2 separate regions of the Rattus norvegicus genome follow, and region 2 is linked to region 1. Evidence: chromatin contacts called from public Hi-C data. All regions are on one chromosome and are shown on one strand. Each heading gives the region's core, a stretch centred on a gene start, on an enhancer-like site or on the middle of the called end of the contact. The rest is flanking DNA. Distances are from core to core; before and after follow the strand shown.

Region 1 (6,954 bases), core at 2,157-4,656:
GCAGATTTCAGTCTGGTCGTCGGTCCCAAATGCACTGATGAGGTCTTCCTTCTTGGCAACCTGACCTTTGGAAACATTGACAAACACTGAATGGGTCTGCAGAACTTCATCAAGGTCTTTTTCCCTTGAAAGGGCAGGAGAGAAAGTCCTATGTGAATCCACTGGACAGCTGAAAATCCACTCACATTTAAACACAAGATGCCAACAAGATAAAAGGGAAGTGCTACAAGCTGGGTGTGAGGTGCACATCTGTAATCCATCATTTAGGAAGTAGAGGCAGGGAAATTTAAGACAAGCCTCAATCCCCCACCCTCACCCCCAAAACCTAAAGCCTAAAACCTAAAGGAAAAAGGAGAAATCACTACCCCCCCCCCCCCACACACACACACAATTACTCTCTCTCTGGTGACTACCTGCGCAGGACCAATCGAAAACTCAGGACAGTATCTGTATTCTCCCACTGCACTATGGAGGGAAAAACCACGTCATTGTTTTATGTAAGAAAACTCAGGGTGTGGTGGGGAGTGGTGCTTGCGTCCTGGAATGTCTGTCCCTAGATGGCAGTAGCGAAGACATTATACGCACTTTGGGAAACGGGGGATTCTGAGGTGTGTGTGTGAGACGTTTGCTGTACTAATTTCAGTATTCGTAGGTGTAGGATTAGCTTCCGGACTACTATCCTTGGAAAAATGACAATGTTTCTTTTCTTTGTGATAGCGTCTTAATCATTAATCCAAGAGGCCACCGCGATTTCGGGGTCCTCGTGGTTGCAGCTTTGTTTTTTTTTTTTAGGACAGGGTCAAACACACCTGGAACTCACAGCAATCCTCCTGCCTCAGTATCCTGAGCACTGGGATTACAGACATAGTCCCACCCGGCTCTGACGAAGTTTATAGCTGGCAGTTTTTATGACACCAACAAAATCTCAAACCAAAACCCAATCCGAATCAGGCAAACCAGTCCTGAAAGGTACTCTCAAGAGCCAGGGTTAAGAAGACCAGGCCTCGAAGTGGCCGGTCCGCTGAACTCTGGACGCAGCATCACTCACACTCCACTCCGCCAGCCGACGACCTTGTTTTTATAGCAGGCGATTTCGAAGCGCTTCCCTCCCCGCTTCATCCGCACCACGGCTACATTGGTCAGTCGGATCTGGTTGGTGGGGGTGAAGATCGACATGGTGGCTGCTCACAGATCTCGAGCTCGCGGGGACTCCAAGTGCTCAGCTGAAACGACCCTGCGGCGCGCGAACCCTTAACGCCCAAAGAGTGCGCGGCTCTTCCGGTCCCTACTCCGGGGCAGCAGCTACTGCGTACCCGATTGCCCTACTGCGCATGCGTCAGGTGGGTACAAACCCGGTAGAAGAAAGCAACTACGCCTGCGCAGTGTGACTTTTGCGCCCTCCATCTCCGCCCTCAAAGGAAGGCGTTCTGTTCGGTGGTGACGTCATTTACTTGCGCCAGTCATGGCTATAGGCTGGTGACTAATGTTTAGTGTCCCGGTGGGAACTTGGTATTCTGGTTGAATAGTTCTGCAGAGTTTAAACGCTGCACTCATTTTTAACTTTTTAAAGGAGAATTTTAGAGGGGAAAAAGGAGGTAAAAAGTGTAACGAGCTTCCATCTTGCTTCAATAATTATCCACCTGTTTTCATTCTTTTAAAATATTTTATTTATTTATTATATATATGAGCACACTGTAGCTGTCTTCAGACACACCAGAAGAGGGCATCAGATCTCATTACAGATGGTTGTGAGCCACCATGTGGTTGCTGGGATTTGAACTCAGGACCTCGGGAAGAGCAGTCGGTGCTCTTAACCACTGAGTCATCTCTCCAGCCCCCCTGTTTTCATTCTTATTCTATCCTCCCTCTTTTAACTGTATTATTTTACAACAAATTACCCCGCGGGATGGCCATCGTCTGTAATGCCAGAATTTGGCAGGTATAGACAGGATACAAAGAGTTCAAGGCCATCTTCGCCAGCACAGGGAGTCCGAGGCCAGCCTCGATTGCTTGAGAACCTTTTTCATCATCGCCTTCAAAACAAATCATCATATGGTTTTATTCTTTTTTTTTTTTTTTTTTTGGTTCTTTTTTCCGGAGCTGGGGACCGAACCCAGGGCCTTGCACTTCCTAGGCAAGCGCTCTACCACTGAGCTAAATCCCCAACCCCATATGGTTTTATTCTTAAATATTTAAGTATTTCAGTATACCGTTATCAGACACTGATCTAATATGCACTTCACATTTTATTCCTAACATAAACAATTCTCTTTACAGTCGATTTGTTCCAGATAAAATGCAAAGAAGCCCGCCCACTGTACATATAGACTGCATACTATAGTCATTGTAGGTTTTGCTTTGTTTTGCTTATTTGAACACAATATAGCCTAGGCCAATCTCTAATTCATGGGCAATCCAATCCTCTGCATTTTGTCTCAGTCTCCCATATTGGTATTAGAAGTATGTGCTACTACACCTGGCTGCCCTTAGTCTGTTGTTTTGTTTGTTTGCTTGCTTTTTAGATTCCGTATTCTCTGTTTCTTATTTAAAAATTCTCTTGGAGGGGCTGGAGAGATGGCTCAGTGGTTAAGAGTACTGACTGTTCTAGTGGTCCTGAGTTCAATTCCCAGCAACCACATGGTGGCTCACAATCATCTGCAATGGAATCCGATACCCTCTTGTGGTGTGTCTGAAAACTCTATCTATACATTTCTTTAAAGAAGTAAATACAATTTCTCTTGGCCTATGCACCTTATGCACCTGGGAGTCAGAGGCAGGCTAATTGCATTGTAAATTCGAAGCCATTTTGTTCTACATAGGCAAGTTAAGGCCATTCGGAGCTACACAGTGAGACTCTAAATAGTAGCTATCCTGTATCTCGTGATCCTTCTGTTTCAGTCTCAAGAGCGATGAAATTACAGGCCTGTGTCACCAAGCTGAATTAGTTTCTTCCATTGATTGATTGATTGATTTATTGAGACAAGGTCTCTTTATAGCCCTGGCATACGTATGTCCTGGAGCTTATTACGGGGACTAACTAGGAGCTCCCAGAGATCCGCCTGCCTGTGACTCTGGAGTGCTAGGATTAATGGCCTGCACCATGCCAGGCTGTCATTGATTTCTTGAAAGTACTGCCCTCTGTGCCGCCCTTTCCCCTTCTGAGCCAATCCCAGTGGAGCCAGAAGCACGTTGGCTTTTGCATCTCCCGCTCTGGATGGAGCTTCCCACAGACCCACCCCTTTACACTCTGAACCAATCAGAGAAGTACAGGAAGTGCTCTAACATCTTTCCCAGGGTTACGATCGATGGCTTCTCTCTGGTCCCGCCTCTTTTCTATTTGAGCCTATCAGAGAGGAGGTTGGAGCTTCCGCTAGCTCCCTCTTCTTCTTCTTCGGGGCCCGCCTCTGTCCCCTGTAGCCAATGCGGGCGGGCCTGCGGGCGGCATGGCTTCCCTAGCCCTGTAAACCCGACCTTCCTGATCTCAGTCCCGGGTTCTCTGTGTTTGCTGGCGATTTGTGGGGCTCGGGCTCCGTGGAGGATGGGTGAGGCCGGGCTGGCCAGGGTCTGGGGCGGGCAGGAGGAAACAGCTTCCCTCCCCACGTAGGGCCATAGGTTGTAGAGCTGCAGCTGATGTTTTACTTTTTGTTTTTATTGTGTCTTATTTTTCCTTCCTTCGTTTTATTTTACTTCTGTTTATTTTTCTTTTGAAAGGGCCGTATTTTGTATTCCATGTTAACTTAGAACGCACTGTGTAGTTCAGGAAAATTTGGGACTCACCATGTAGCCCGGGTGGGGAACTCAACTTGTGTAGTAACTGGCTCGGCCTTCAGTGTATAGCGGGAACTCACATGGAACTCACTACCCAGGCGGCTTAGGAAATTGCTATGTAGGCTAAGCTGGCCTGGAACTCGGATGTAGCCTAGGTTAGCCTTAAAAATTAACAGTGTTCCTCCTACCTCAGCCTACTGAATGTACAAGGAGGAGGCTGTTGCTCCTGGGAAAATAAATTTCAGATTTCTAGTCCTTTGAAAAAATTTCTTTTAGCTTCTGTGTTTAAGGCTCTGAATGAAAACAAATCAAGCGTGGGCTGGAGAAATTGCTCAGTGGTTAAGGACGCTTGCTATTTTTCCAGGGGTTCACCTCTGGGTTCATCATGCCCTCAAGTAATTGAAAGTAATACAAATAAATCCTTTTAAATTGTGTCACTGTGCACATACACACACATACATGCCTACACATAACTGAAAGTAATACAAATTTTTTTTTTTTAAATGGTGGCACATGCTTGTACTCCCAACACTCGGGAAGCAGAGGCAGGTGTCCAGCCTGGTCTTTCCTAGTGCGTTCCAGGACAGCCATATAGCTGTATAGAGAGGCTCTCTGTCATAAAACAACCAGTAACAATGACAGCAACAACAAGAAGTCAGTCATGGCACTATTTGTACACAGAGGCAAGAGGATTGTTTTAAGTTTGAGAGTGACCTGGGCTCCAAAATGAGACTTTGTTTCAACCAAAAAACTCACCCAGAGGTCTATGCTTCTTAGACCATTGAATGTGAAGTTTGCTTATAATTCTTAAAACATCAACGGGGGTCTTTGTGTGTGGTTTTAAACTCAGGTCCTCCTCTGGATGTGTGGGACTTCTCGTCACCTTTGCTGTCCCTATGGATGAACAGGTTCTACATATATATGGGCTGTGCCCTGGGAGTTACGCTTTGGTTCTGTGTCCAGATCATCATCAAGAAGCAGGTAATTGGGGTCGTTTTTTTTCTCTCTCTACTTCTCCCCTTAAAAGATTTTATTTCTACTTAGGGACCCATGTGTGGTATATGTACAGTGCCTGTGGAGGCCAGAAGAGGGTAGGAGTTACAAGTGGTTGTAACTGGTATTGGTCCTGGAACAGCGGTGTGTGTGCTCTTGACAGCTGAGTCTTGCCTCTGCCGCCTCGTCTAATTTTGTGATCCATGGTCTTCCGTTTAACCTGGAGTTTGCTTATTGGGCCATGGTGGCTGGCCAGTGAACCAGAACTCCTCCCCTTTTTTTGCCTTCCCAGCACTGGGATTAAAGGTTTGTGTCACCACACCCAGCTTTTTATGTGGGTGCTGGAGTTTGAACTCAGGTCCTTTGTGTGTGTGTGTGTGTGTGTGTGTGTGTGTGTGTGTGTGTGTGTGTATGTGCAGTTGATGGATCTGTGATGCCTGATCCATCTTCCCTTCTATCTTTCTTTTTTTCTAAAAATTATTTTATATGTGTGAGTCTTTGGCCCACATGTATGTAGGTCTGTGCCCTTGGAGGTCAAAAGGGGGCATTGGGTCTCTTGGAATCCTCCTAACTGCTGAGCCATCTCCCTAGCCCGAGTTCTTATTTTTTATTTTTTGGTGTTCATTTATTTATTTGGGGGGGGGTGTGTGTGTGTGTGCGCGCGCGCACCTGCGTGCGTCTGTCTGTCCGTCTGTGCAGGAGAGGGGCAACACCTTTCAGGAGTTGGTTCCTTCCATAATATCTGTCCGTCTTCCTGGGGGAGGGGTGAAACCTTTCGGGAGTTGGTTCCTTTCTTCCGTAATGTAGGTTCCGAATTGAGCTCTAGTCAGCCAGCTTGGCTACAGGAGCCTGTGCCTGCCTACTCACGTAGCATGAGAGAGAGCTATGTTACGTATCCCTGGCTGCACACTGTGGAGCCATTAGCCTTGAACTTTGAGCAGTCCTCCCGAGTGTTGAGATTACTTGCGGGCATCTCTGAGCCTAATGTCCATACCATAATAAATCACCTTTTTGTTTGTCTAAATTTTTTTAAATGCCTTAATTTTTTTCCTCTTAACATTTTACAGACTGTGCCATAGTGGTCTAAGTTAGAATCAGGAAGATTTTTTTATAATGGAGTTTTAACTTACAAAAGAGAAAAATACCCAGGTGTCTTTAATCCCAGCACTCCGGAGGCAGATACAAGCAGATCTCTGAGTTTGAGGTCAGCCTGGTCTACAGAGTGAGTTCCAGGACAGCCAGGGCTACGTAGAGAGACTTTGTCTCAATGAAAGAGAAAAACAAAAACCAAACCAGAACAGAAATAATGAGATAAAAATAATTAAAGAGGTAGATGGATAAATAAATGAGAAAGAGAAAGCCGTTTTGCACCTTCCAGGAATCAGAGGTAATCTTTCCCTTACACCCACTAAAGGTCAGAACACAAGAACGCAGTTTGCCCGCCATATCCTGGTGCTTTTAGGATTAAGTTGAAAGGATAGAAGGTTTGGCTCTGGACTGGGGAGATGCTCAGTGGGTTACAGCACTTGCTGTGAGACCTGACAGTCTGAAAACCCGGGGCCAGTTCCCACAATCCACATAAAAGCTGCTTTGGACACGGAGAGATGGCTCTGCCGTTAAGAGCATGCGTAGTGCTCCTGTAGAGGACCCCAGGTCTGCACCCACGGCACATGTCAGGTGACTTGCAAATGCCTGTAACTCTAGCTCCAGGGAATCCCGAACCCTCCTCAGTCCTTGATGATTACTAGACACTCATGCATGCATGCACGCACGCACGCACGCTCCCACGCTCCCACGCTCGCAGGCACAGGCACAGGCACTTGAACATGAACATGTACACGCGCATGGCACCAAACCCCTTTACCTGTCCTGACTTACTATTCTCACCTGTCACGTGACGTTTTCTCAAATACTGTTTCTGTTCACCCCAGGAGAGGGCTATGCCAGACTGAAGACATGTTTTTTTTTGTTTTATTTTTTTGTTTTTTTTTTGGTTCTTTTTTTTTTTTTCTGGAGCTGGGGACCGAACCCAGGGCCTTCCTAGGCAAGCGCGCTACCGCTCCCCAACCCCGTGAAGACATGTTTTTATCCAAGTCCCCTTCGTGAGCCAGTCAGTTTCTTGGGTTGTGGCCAGCAGCATGCCTGCCTCTTGGGAAGCTGCATCACCTGAAAGGCCTGCTGGGCGTGGCTTAT
Region 2 (6,954 bases), core at 1,129-3,628, 530 kb before region 1:
CTTCAGTCGGCCTCCTCCTCTTACGAATTGTATTCTCAGAGAGAAACACTGTGAATGTGAGAAAGCCTTCAGCCAGAGCGCTCACCTTAACCAACATGGGAAACTCCACAGCCGTGAGAAATCGTGTGACTATAGACGCGAGGAAAACCTCAAATTGAAGTCCTATCCTTAGTGGCATGTAACTCAGCGGGGGGAAACATGAACTTACAGAGATGAGAAGTTTTCAAATTCAGTCTTTTCATTCACGATCAAATGATTCCTGGCGTAAAGAATGCTTATCTACCAGTGAAATCGAATTTGTAACTAAATTTAGTAGTTTATAATATTCACAGGCGGTCTTATAAATAGTGAACATTATTATATTTACAAAGATAACATGCACTCGGGAATGCTGTTGGTAGTGTTTTCTTTGTAACACTAGCACATGGTGGGGAGAGAGGACTAGGAATTTAAGAAAACCCTCCACTATAGATGGACTTCAAGGCCAATATGGAGTACTTAAGACCCTGTTTTTCAAACAAAAACAGAATAATTGGGGAAAAAACCATAACAATGTAAAGTGGCATTAACATATAATTACTAACCTTTAAATGTATTCTATAATACTGTTTAATTGTATGGATATTGATTAAACAAGGTGACACTGTAATATAGCCAGTTAGATAAAATAGAATAAACAGAGTAATAATTCCCAAATGTTAGTCATTTTGTGCTTTATTTAAAGTTTTTCCTATATTTAGTCTTAATACTTTTTTAAAGGACATAAGATTTTTAGCCTAGACTAATAAATATTTATGGAACTTAATAGTTTGCTATACTAATTAAAATTTGTTCTGCTCTCTAGCAGAATAAAAATACACTTTACATTTTAAAATAGTTGACTAAGCCAGGCACTCAGGAGGTGGAGATAGTAAGATCGCTGAGCGTTTGAGGGCAGTGCAGGATACGTAGTTAAACCTTCACACACACACACACACACACACACACACACACACACACACACACATTTCCTTAATTGGAAAAGCTAAATAGAACATCCCTCTCTTCTCACAGCCTTTGCACTGATGAATTGGAAACTCTTATAAATCCCATGGACTAATTTGCCCGGGAAATTCAATGTATCTTTCTTTGGAGACCCAAGCAGAGCAATTTGAGGTCAACTGGGAACTGGGGACTGCTCTTATGGAAACTGCCTTGCCACCATCCTTTGGAGAGGAACTCCAGTTCAGCTTTAACCAGGAAAAAACAATAACCTCCAGGTGGTGGCAAAGGGTGTGTGTGTGTGTGTGTGTGTGTGTGTGTGTGTGTGTGTGTGTGTGTAAAGAAACCTTCAGGTGGTGGCGAAGGGTGTGTGTGTGGTGTGTGTGTGTGTGTGTGTGTGTGTGTGTAAAGATATGTTCTCTGTATTTACACTTTTCTACTACCTATTTCATACCTGGTTTGTGGTTTTGTGGGCGAGGCTCCCTTTTATTAATCTTTTCCCTACAATACTTAACACAGATCCTTATAATGTATGTTCCATAAATGTTTGCTAAAAAAAAAAAATGGCTGGGTTCGGTCCCCAGCTCCGAAAAAAAAAAAAGAACCAAAAAAAAAAAAAAATGGGCTGGACAGATTGATGTTTTGTTTTATTGTTCTTATTTTAATACTGGGGATCGTTTCCAGAACACGGTGCATGAAAGAAAAGCCCTTGGCCATCTGGCTGTATTTCTGTATTACCGCGTCCACCTTTAATATTAACATTTTTTGACCTGCATATTATACATATTTATGAGATACAGTGTGATATTGCAGCGCACACAGACAGCAACGTCAGGGTAGCTGGCATATCCATACGCTTACCACATCTTTGCCTTAAAAATATTCAGAAGCACCTGTATCTGCTACTTTGACGTATGCAAATATTACACTACGCAACAAGACATTAGAAATTATTGTAAATCAAGTCTGTAATCCAACACTGGAAAGGCAGAGGCAAGCCAAATGTACAATGTGAGACTGTTAAAAATAAGAAAAGGAGTTTCTGTGACAAATACAAGGTCCTTTGATTTGAAAACATGTTCAGGCTATTCCTGGGAAATCAAAGGAGCAAGAAACAAAATTAAATAGGAAAAGGTAGGATCCTCCTGCGCATCTCCAGCAGTGCCTATGGAAAAAGTCTAAGCGGGACACACTTAACCCCAGGACTTCCGCCCAAGGTGCGGTTTCAAATAGATTGGGCGGGGTCTTATCTTTAGCCCCGCCCAAGACTGGCAGGACTGGCGCCTGGGAAAAGGGAGGGGTGGGGCTAGCGCACCATGTGCGTCATCATGCTGCGCCCAGGCTCCTCCGGCCTTGGTCCGAGTTGTAGGTTTTGGAGGTGAGCGAGGGCTACGGATCTGGGTATTGGGTTCGGCAGTGCTACGTCTCCTGTTACTCTCCCTGGTGGTTTCGGTAGCAAATGATTCCCAAAGCGGCTCCGAGTCAAAGTCTCGTTGTTCCTGTACAGGAAGCTGGCTGACCGGCCGAGGTCTTGCAGTGAGCTCTTGTGTGTGTGGTAGCGGGCTGTATTGTCTATAATTGAGACAGAGAACTGCAATAAATGCTGTGACCTCGAGAACGTGCCCTGCTAACGACAAGAAATAAACCTCGCAGACTCGGGAGTTGAGCGCTTCAAACAGCATCGTTTATTATAATACTCCCTAATTGGGAACCAGTTCCAAGAAAGGACACCAAGTGACACGGACGAGGTGTTTCTAAATGGTTACAGAATAAAGAATAGTGGGTAAAGGGTAAATAAGGTGACTTGTAGTGATCTAGTAGGCACCTGTAGGTAGAAGAGCTTTGGTCTGTAGAGCATCTGTGATCGGTAGCAGGGGAATTTTCCGGATGATTAGGTTAGAGCCGCACTGAGGCGGGACCCTTAACTGTTTATTTTCCCGCTGTATCCTTCCTCATTTGGAGAGAGGGACGCCAGTGTGACCAGTTTAATTGTGTGCTTGCACACTAATAGTTCCTCAAAACACCTTTACTCAGGCCATGTTATTCCTAACTTTCTGTATAGGGAATCTGAAGGTTAAATTCATTTTCTACTTTGTAAACATTATAAAGATAAGTCCTGTAAGCATCTTTAACCAGGCTGTTTCAGAAAAGTAGAAAAATGACTGCTGGACACGGGCATTGCTCCTAACGAAATTCTCTTGGTAAGCCCTAACCACCAGAATGCTGGTTTAAATGGGGTGTTGTGGTACCAGCCTGTGTGTAATTTCAGAGGATCCCCTGGAACTGGTGCTGCAAAGGTTTCGAGCCACCATAAGGGTGCTGAAAACTGAACCCAGGTCCTCTGGAAGAGCAACCAATGCTTAGCTGCTTAGGCATCTGTCTCTCCAGCCCAGCTCATGGGAGGCTAATGTAGAAGGCTCTCCCAGTTTAACGCAAGCCTGGGCTACAGTGGAGAAAGGTAAACTTAAGAAAAAAGAAACCGAGCCATTGGTTTGTTAATGGATAGCGGGAAAGGGGGCAAGACTGTGTCTTAACAGTACTAACCTTTAAGGGGTTTTTTTTGTTTGTTTCCATTTTAGGCGCTCACAGACACATAATGTCAATAGTCCGTTCAGCCGTCCACGCCAAATGGGTTGTGGGGAAGGTGATTGGTACAGCAATGGTAAAAACTGCTAAAGTAAGAGCGACCAGACTTGTTTTGGATCCCTACTTACTAAAGGTGAGGATTCACACTTGCTTTAAAGTGCCATCGATGGGTCATCAACGTGCTACTGCTATGGTTCTCAGCCTGTGGGTCTCAATCCCTTTGGGAGTCACATATCAGATACTTACATTATGATTCATAACTAGCAAAATTACGGCTATGAGGTAGCAACAGAAATAATGTGACTGGGGATCACCACAACATGAGCTGTATTAAAGGATCGCAGTGTTGGGGAGGTTGGGGAACCATTGCTTTAGGGTCTGAGCGGAAAAGCATTTCCCTGTCGGTAAAAGATAAGTTGAACATCTGTGGCAATCTGCGTCACCCACTGCTGACCTGTAGGTGTAACCTGGTTCATAGGCTTTCGGGAACACACAAGTTCATTCCGATATTTCCTGTATCGACTAGCTGGGCAGAACAGTACGGGAACAGGACAAGACACTCCATCCCAGTAAAGAGACGTTTGAGCTGACCCTCCAGTACAATTCTATTCCTGGGTCGGGTGAATCCATTGTCGTGGTTCTTCCAGCTGTGATAGGGCATAGCCTCCTGCAGACAAAGCGAGTGGTTCCACACATTGAGGCCGGGAGTTGGTATTCCAGTTTAAGGAATCCAGGACAGTTGGAGACAGACTGGAAAGGATCCACTGTGCTTTGGTGCTCTGCTTTGTTTGGGGACAGGGTCACTCTGTGTAGCCCTGGCCGTCCTACAACTCCATATGTAGACTAGACTGGCTTTGAACCCACAGAGATCCTCCTGCCTCTGCCGTTGGTATGCATCGCTATTCTCAGCACTATAGGCAGTCCATATGGACCAGCGTAAGGAGTGAGGAAGGGGATTTTTGCAAAACTGTGGAGTAGAAACCATAAGGACCTAAACTACAGTGGCAGCATCGGGAATGGGGTGGGCAGGGCAGACCCAGGGGAGAAGAACCAAAGCTGTGGCTGGGTAGAGGAATCAGGAGAGGGGCAGCTTGCTGGGAGTTGTTTTTGGTGTTCTTTTTGCACCACACATCGCAGATGGGAGTTACCGATCTGCGCCTCTCCTTCTCTCCACAGTACTTTAATAAGCGGAAAACCTACTTTGCTCATGACGCCCTTCAGCAGTGCAGCGTCGGGGACATCGTGCTCCTCAGAGCTCTGCCCGTCCCACGAGCAAAGCACGTGAAACACGAACTGGCAGAGATCATCTTCAAAGTGGGCCGAGTTATCGACCCCGTCACAGGAAAGCCCTGTGCAGGAACCGCCTACCTGGAGAGCCCCCTCAGTTCAGAAGCCACTCCCCCCTGCGAATCTCGAGAAGAGCTCAAGTCCTCCTGAACCTGGGGAAGAGGGAGCCAGAGGATGGATGTCTGTCTGTTTGCTCAGTGGCTTTTCATACTGTTTCTCCTGTGACATTAGAAGTATTCAACAGAGTAAAGAGCTTAGCGTTCCATAAAGGTTCGCATCCTTTTTCAGATTCTCTGCCCTGAAGTTACCTTCCGAGTACTCTGTATGCCTAAGCGTGCTGCGTCATTCCGTAAGCTCACTGTCCTAGATCATATATGTATTGTTTTGTTTGCCATCACTCAAAGAAATCTTGGACTTTGCACCTTTATTTTAAAAGAAGAAAACCTTTTGATAATAACAGAAAAGGCTAAACTTAGTTTCGATAGCTGAATTTTTCAAAATATATCGTGTGTGTCCACAATGCCTGCGTGGGTACATGTGCGCCACCGCACACCTCCGTCAGCCAGAGGACAGTTTTGTGGGGTCAGCTCTCTCCTTTCACTCTTACACGGTTTCCAGGTGTCACACTCAGACGACAGCTAGCACCTCCACCCACTGGGCCATCCTGCTGCCACTGAGTTTTAATAGTTCATATTCAAAGTAAATTAAATGTGGGGTGTTTTTGGACACAAAGTTTCTCTTTGTAGACTTGGCTGTCCTAGAACTTGCTCTGTAGACCAGGCTGGCCTCCAAATCACAGAGGTCTGCCTGCCTCTGCCTCTCAAGTGCTGGGACTAAAGGTATGTGTCACCACTACTGGCTAGTAAGTTTAATTTTTTTCCCCTCTGATTTCACCAACTCCTAAGAGGAAGCGTTTTACATTCTATGAAGATTTTTACTGCAGAAACTTCGACCTGTGTATTTCAGTTTTCTGACTCTTAAAAGGAGACCTGGGGTATATTTCAACTTGAGCTAATATGTATGTTGTATACGTGTCTCTTTGGTTTTTTGTTGTTTTGAACTTTTGTCTCAGTGTAAAGCCCAGGTGAGCCTCAGATTTATGTCGTCCTATCTCAAGCTCCAGGTAGCTGGGGTTAGTAGGTGTTTGCCACAGGGCCTAGTTTAGAAGAAGGTATCAGTGATGAGCCCAGGCACTCATGGATCATCAGACTCCCAGAGTGGAGAGGACGCTTAGGTGCCCTTATGACAGACAGGACGCATGGAGGGTAAACAGCAAGAGACCAGAAGAAGACTATCTTCTTCCTGAAGAGAGGGAGAGGGGGAGAGAGAGAGAGAGAGAGAGAGAGAGAGAGAGAGAGAGAGAGAGAGAGAGAGATTAGGATTTTATTGCTGTGAACAGACACCATAACCAACATGAGTTCTATAAAGGACAACATTTAATTGAGGTTCAGAGGTTCAGTCCATTATCATCAAGGCAGGAGCATGGCAGTGTCCAGGCAGGCATGGTGCAGGAGGAGCTGAGTTGTACATCTTCACCCGAAGGAAGCCAGGAATGGACTGAGCATCCTCAGGCAGCTAGGAGGAAGGTCTCCAAGCCCACCCCCACAGTGACACACTTCCTCCAACAAGGCCACACTTTCTAATAGTGCCACTCCGTGGGCCAAGCATATGCAAACCATCACAGATGGGTATGGAGAGTGCAGTTCAAGCAGAGAAAAATAACCTAGCTAGTGAAGCTGGAGAGATGGCCCCGTGGTTAGGAACTGTTGGGTTCAGGAATCACCTCACCAACCACACAAACACTGATCTTAGTCAGATGGGGAGAGTTTATTGAGCGTGTGTGCCCCAGACCCAATTGACCAGGGCCACCATCCAGATTTGGGAACTGAATCATGACCCCAAGGTATGATCCTACAGGGTTTTTAAGCCCAGTATCCACGCCAAGTTACTCTACCAATCAGGGATGTGGATTTCCTTAGGAACATGCCTTTGTTGTACACTTAGCCTGCTCCCGTTGGTTGCGGTATTCAACTGTGGCAGGGGACTTGTCTAACATTCATGTCCTAACTTGTCTCTCAGGATGGGGCTTGCCTAACATTC

The links. A called contact is a pair of places that touch in the nucleus more often than the background predicts.
Region 2: a contact with region 1 is called in a Hi-C map of mammary epithelial cells, with 4 times the contacts expected there. The contact joins the promoter of Mrps17 here to the promoter of Tyw1 in region 1. A contact is called at or near these places in 2 of 12 Hi-C or Micro-C datasets (mammary epithelial cells and psoas muscle).

Annotation. Positions count from the first base shown.
Region 1 is chr12:32,050,906-32,057,859 of GRCr8, reverse strand. Tyw1 (tRNA-yW synthesizing protein 1 homolog) reads left to right here and starts at 3,406. Exons shown (of 16, transcript NM_001107137.1): 1 at 3,406-3,542; 2 at 4,619-4,749. The coding sequence starts at 3,539. It overlaps Sbds (Sbds, ribosome maturation factor), which reads right to left and starts at 1,203. Exons shown (of 5, transcript NM_001008289.1): 1 at 1,049-1,203; 2 at 1-124. The coding sequence starts at 1,176.
Region 2 is chr12:32,583,236-32,590,189 of GRCr8, reverse strand. Mrps17 (mitochondrial ribosomal protein S17) reads left to right here and starts at 2,378. Exons shown (of 3, transcript NM_001105923.1): 1 at 2,378-2,729; 2 at 3,561-3,700; 3 at 4,744-5,555. The coding sequence starts at 3,578. The coding sequence ends at 5,004.